Regions from separate parts of the Cricetulus griseus genome. Here region 2 is linked to region 1. The links are chromatin contacts, called in public Hi-C maps. All regions are on one chromosome and are shown on one strand. The core of a region is the stretch at or near the end of the contact, and the rest is flanking DNA. Distances in the headings are between cores, read along the strand shown. Region 1 has its middle 48 kb from the start of Arid1a. Region 2 holds the start of Arid1a (AT-rich interactive domain-containing protein 1A).

Region 1 (2,700 bases), core at 195-2,694:
AAATCTTTTTTTCTTAAAAGAACAACATTTTCTTGCAAGTCTGATGTTTGTTTCGGTTTATTTCTCAGACCCCCGAGAAAGAAAATAATTTACCTGATTGGGTTGCATTTTAGGACAAAATGGACTAGAAAACGGAACCAGAGGGCGGTGTATACAATTCTCCCCGTAGCTACGGAGGCATGGGTGTGTGTGATTGTTCAGCCCCAGAAAAGGGCCAGTTAGTGACACCCGGGATGAGGACTTCATCCGGCAGCGAATTAAACAAGGCTGAGAGAGAAAGAAAAGGTGTAATTAAGCCAGTGCTGTTCGTGCCTGCTTACGGGGCCTGGCAGCAATTTGGCTGAACACCCTTCATCTTGAGAAATTTATAATTTGGCAGTAAGTTGGCACAAACCCAGCTTAATATTGCAAAATCTGGGAAATGTCGAAATGTGGCTTGCTCATTGAACTTTTCCAGGATCTCTCGAATTATTTTTCTCCTTTTCGGATTCAGAAAGCAGCGTGCCTCTTTAGAGAAGGCCACGAGGTTTTTTTTTTTTTTTTTTTTTTTAAGCACAATGTCAAGGAAACGCAGTCATGCGGGCTGCAATCAACTTTCCCGATTTCGACCTTTGTGTACACACAAGGGGAGAAAATGGGTTTCAACTGCAAAACCCGAGTTCCCGCGGTTGTTAGCCCTTTAAAAACCCCCCACACCCAGTACTTTGGTTTCCGGAGTGAGAGCCGCGCAACGCTTCGCCCCGGCCTATTCCCCGTTGTTCTAAAGTACAAGAGAGGTCGCCAGGTTAAGTGACATGTGGCACACTCTGGCTGCCCGGGCCCAAGGCGCTCCAACCGGCTTCTGGAAAGTCGCTGCAAGTTTTCTGACAGGAAACCGGCCCGTTTGAGATCGTCCCGGGTCCGGTTCCCACGGAAGCGGCGCCCCCCGACGCCTCCGTCGGAGCCGCGGCGAGCGGCAGGGGGCAGCAGCGGGAACCCGTTGTTCTGGAGGCGGGGTGGGGCGGGAAGCGCCCCCCACCTCGGCTTCCGCGCCCTCCCCTCAGCCGGGAGAAGGGCGGGGACGCCGAGCCCTCCCCCGGGAGGGGGGCGTGGGCCTCGCGCGCTCCCCTCCCCCCCGGCCGGCCGGCCGGCTCTCCTGGCGCCCCGAGGCGGGAGTTTCCAGGAAGAGCTCGGAGCGCGGCCGCACCACCGGGCGCACGGACACGTTAAGTAGTTCCTCCGCGCGTCCTCCTGAGGAGCACACTTTCTAACCGCCAGGGCCGGCTCGGGCTGCAACCCGGAAGAGATCGGGAGCGGGGGCCCGGCCGGAGGGACTCGAGGGCGGAGAGGGCTGCGAGCCCACTTTGCGCTCCTGGGGGAATGTGAGGGGGTGGCACAACGAGTTCCGGCCGAGGGCTCGGGCGCGCCCGGTGGAGTGAAGCGCCGCGCAGTCGAAGCGCTCACAGAGTTAAAGTGGGCGGGAAAACCCGGAGCGGACTCCCTCGCGGTAGCGCGCCCAGGCCCTCCCGCCCCGCTCCTCGTGGGGGAGGGGAGAGGGAGGCGCGGAGCCCCTGCCCTGGGCTCCCTAACCCCCAACTGAAGGAACAGGTGTCCGCCCGCCCCCTCGAGGGGCCCCCCGCAGGCCTCGGGGGGCCGCGTGTCGCGGGAGGGCGGGGCGGCCCCTCCTCTTCCCGCGTGCGCACCGTCGGTGCTGGCCGCACCGCGGCAGCGAGCCTGCCGGGCCCGCGGGCCTGAGGAGCGGGGCGCGCATGCGTGCGGTGGGAGCGCGCTTCCCGCCCCTTTCCTGAGCGAGTTCGCCCCTCCCCTCCCCCCACGTTCCTCAGCCGCCACCTCAAAGCCTCCCCCGCAGCCCGCGCGCTGTCCTCGGGGGAGGTGGCCGGTCTCGCCCGTCCACTGACTAACCCCTTCACCCCAGTTTCGCCCCGCCTCTGGCCGAGCTCCGGTACAAACTCTGCCGCCGAGGGCTCGGCTTTCACATTCCCGCCTCCGCCCTCCGTCTCCCTCCCAACCCTAAAGCACTTCCTGCAAACTGCCGGCTGCGCGGCTGCTTTCCTTTCCGTTGCGGGTGCGGCACCTCCCTGTACCCCGGCTCTCTCTGCCTAGCCTGCTCCATTTTACAGACGGGAAACTCAGGGTCGACCCCTTAGGGCCACTGGAGTTTTCCCCAAAAATGAAGCACGAGAACTGCCATCCCGGAAGGCTAAATCTCGACTTTGCACGATTTAAGCTATTTCATCACCAGCCTACTAGGACCCTGCGATCCCTCTGTTCTCCAACAGCCCAGGGAAGCAGTTACCCCAAGTCATGTGAGAAAGACTTCTAAGAGAGGGAGGAGAGTTATTTGCTAAACATTTTTGGTTTCCCTGTTTTGTTTTTGTGTGTGTGTGACAAGTCGTAGCCCAGGCTGGTTTCCAACTCTAGCTCAGGATGACCTTGAGTTTCTGATCATCCCTTGTCCCCGTTGCTGACAATTCGAATCCAAGGCCTCGTGCTGGCTATCAACTGCTTGCTACAGCTCCACTGTTGAGTCAACTTTAAACATATATTTTCTTAGACTTTGTAGATTTCTTATATTTTGTAATTCTGGTATTCTCTCCTCCACTCAAGACCAGAGATTCCTTGAGATTTGAAAAGACTCCAGATGTGGCTCAGGCTGACCTTGAACTCATGATCCTACTGCATCCTTCACTACATCTGGCT
Region 2 (2,700 bases), core at 90-2,589, 48 kb after region 1:
CATGGCCAGTCTGGCCTCCAGGTTTCTGAAGACAACCCCCCATCCTGATCTGCCCAGTAATCACACAAACTCGTTTTTTTTTTTTTTTTTAAATATTAGTAATAGTTTTATTATCATCCCCCCCAAAAAAAAGTTAGTAATTCAACAGTGAGATGAGACATTGAACCAGAAAATTTATCCACAGTATTTGGGTGTGAAAGACTTGATGTTGTTTTCCTTCTGTTAGGTGGACCTTGGGAGTTATGTTTTATTTGAAGTCATCCACAGACCAGAACAGATCTGTATTTATTTTTATGTCATTATTATTATTTGATCACTTCTGGGAATCAAACCCCAGGGTTTCATCCAGGCAAAACGAGGGCCGTAACCACTGAATTGCATTAATCTTTTTTTATTTCACTTTTCTTTTTTTGGGGGGAAAGCTGGTGATGAAGGTAATTCTTATGTTAGCCAGAGAAGTCGGTGGATTTATGCCCAAGGCTATTTTTCCTTCGCTGACAAAAAAGTCTCATTCAGAAGTGAACATTTCTTAAAATGGGTCCTTTATTATTTTTGAAATGTACAACCTCCCAAATTGTTTTAAGACTTTGAGATAAATGGAAAACGGATCCAGAAAATCAGTGTGAGAGCCCTCCACGCTGGAAGCCTCCCGGTTCGCTCTTTGGGCATCTTAGGTGCTCGGCAGGCACAATTTTACCGCGAAGAGCTTTGGAGCGCCATCCGGACTCCGTTCCCTGCTCGCCCGCGACAATCCAGTTCATATCTTACCGCTCCTGTCTGCGAGCCGGGAGCATAATGAATTGCCTTGACTCTAGCTTCAATCCACTTTCCTCGCTTAATATGCAGCCCAAAGTTTTGCGGCTCACTGTCAGATGGTAGTGCTAGACTTTCACACTGATCCCAAAGCCTCGGCTGGGGCTGTTTCTTCACACGGAGTTACAAACTTTAAGAAACACAGCTCCAGACGGAAATCCACGCCAGGCTTTGAACTCTGCTTCTGGCTTCCGTCAACTGACACAGTTGCCCTTTTGCTCAAACTCGCAGCTCCAGTTCGCACTTGAGAGCGCTCGGCTGGGTGTCTGCTGCGGCGCCGCGGCGGGAATGTGCGGGGGCCACAGCCCGGCTCTGCACGCCTCAGCCCGGAATCCAGCCCAACACTTCCCCTTCCCAGCAACGTGCTGCCCCGAGTGCAGCAGGGCAAAGAGGTCTGCGAGGCGGCGAGGCCGACCTTTTGTTTGTTGGAGGAGTTTTGTGTTTCAGACATTTAGAGTGAGCAAACTGCGAGGGAGGAAGGACTTGTGCTCCCTGCAAGCGTCTCTTTCTTCTAGCAAACCCTCCAGGCCCAGCTTCCACATTTTGCAGTTGACTGTGTGGGATCTTCCTAGGTTCATCCCTCATTCTCAGGCCCAATCCTTGCACGCTGTGCAGCCAGAGAAAATGAGAGCACATCCTCTGCCATTTTCAGCCGGTTGCTGCCGGCAGCCCAGCCCCCTTCCCTTGGTGGTGGCAGTCGCCGGAGTTCCGGCGCCCAGGAGCGGCACCCGATCCGCGCGACCTGTGATCCAGTCCGCCTTTGCCGAGCGCCGTTCTGCCGGGCTTGGTGATAAGAACTCTCCTGTGAGAGCGAGCGAACGAGACTTTAGTCCGGTTTCCATGTCAACGATTCAGTCCATATTTGCCATCAGGCTGTCGGTGGCAGAGGCGCTTTCGTGCGGGGAGCGCTGTCCTAGCCCTGTAATCTGCGCCGGGATTCCTGAGCTGCCTGGGTGTGGGGTGAAAAGGCAGGGGCTGTGGGGGAAAAATACCCACCGAGGGGAGGACCCACGGCCCGGAGTCGGGGTCTCGCTGCTCGGGCCAGCCACGTGCCCGCTCCTCCCCTCCCCCTTTCCCGTTCCCTGTGCCCCTGGGGAAAGCGGATGGACCAGTTTCTAAGAAAGTTCCTCAGCCCAGCAGTCCTTAGGTTAACGTTGTTGAGCTTTGAGTGGAAGGGCTTGAGAGAGAAAATAAAAAGGAAATTAAAAAGTAGGGAAGTAACACACTACCTCTCCTGACCCAGGTGGATATATTTTTATGCACTTTGCCTCATTGCTAGATTAAAATGGTGACTGTTTTCAAAACAGCGTGACCACGTGTAGGGGAAGGGATTTTGGCGCTTTTCATATTCACGGCCATGGAAGAAGGCCATGTGGACTTTCCTTGAAGACAAATCCATTCTGGCTTCCAGATTTTCACTGGGCTCCAGGTTTCCCATTACACCCCAGCTCTGAGGAAAATGGCAGGGTAATTGCATGTAAAAAATTCCTCATTTGTGTGCGGGACTCAGGACTGTTTGGCAGCTCTGAGGCAGTTGATTAAATAGCAAAGCTCCATTTATGAGGCAGCCTATAATTTGGTTTCTAGGACCTAATGCACCAGTGGAGTTGTTGCTCCTGAGGACCGTGAATGAAAAGAGGGCACTGGTCCATACCAGCCAGTCCCATCATCTTGGCAGGTTCGTTTGGTTTTTGGTTGGGGGATGGGGAAGCATAGGGGCTCAGGCTATCTCCCCTCTCCAATCACCAGGAGGGTTTGTAGTGTAGGATATTCTGGATTTTTCTTGGGAGCAGAAATGAATTTAGCCTTTTAGGATTATTTATTTATGTTGACCTGCAACATGGTCAGAACTCCAGGGGCCTTCGGAATCCAGAAGTTCTAAGAAAT

The links. Hi-C and Micro-C count contacts between places; a contact is called where the count stands out from the background.
Region 2: a contact with region 1 is called in a Hi-C map of fibroblasts, with 5 times the contacts expected there. The contact joins the promoter of Arid1a here to the enhancer-like site in region 1. A contact is called at or near these places in 6 of 8 Hi-C or Micro-C datasets (the CHK-Q cell line, the CHL-YN cell line, the CHO-K1 cell line and 2 more).

The regions. Positions count from the first base shown.
Region 1 is chr2:19,463,522-19,466,221 of CriGri-PICRH-1.0, forward strand. No RefSeq gene overlaps it. Among named protein-coding and RNA genes, the nearest start is that of Arid1a, 48 kb to the right of the region's middle. Within about 2 kb of position 1,445, at least 6 of the 6 cell types and tissues checked have open chromatin away from gene starts, as enhancers often do. A contact at or near this core is called in the CHO-K1 cell line and fibroblasts, where this site is marked.
Region 2 is chr2:19,511,659-19,514,358 of CriGri-PICRH-1.0, forward strand. It overlaps Arid1a (AT-rich interactive domain-containing protein 1A), which reads left to right and starts at 1,340. Exons shown (of 21, transcript XM_027399603.2): 1 at 1,340-2,280; 2 at 2,401-2,491.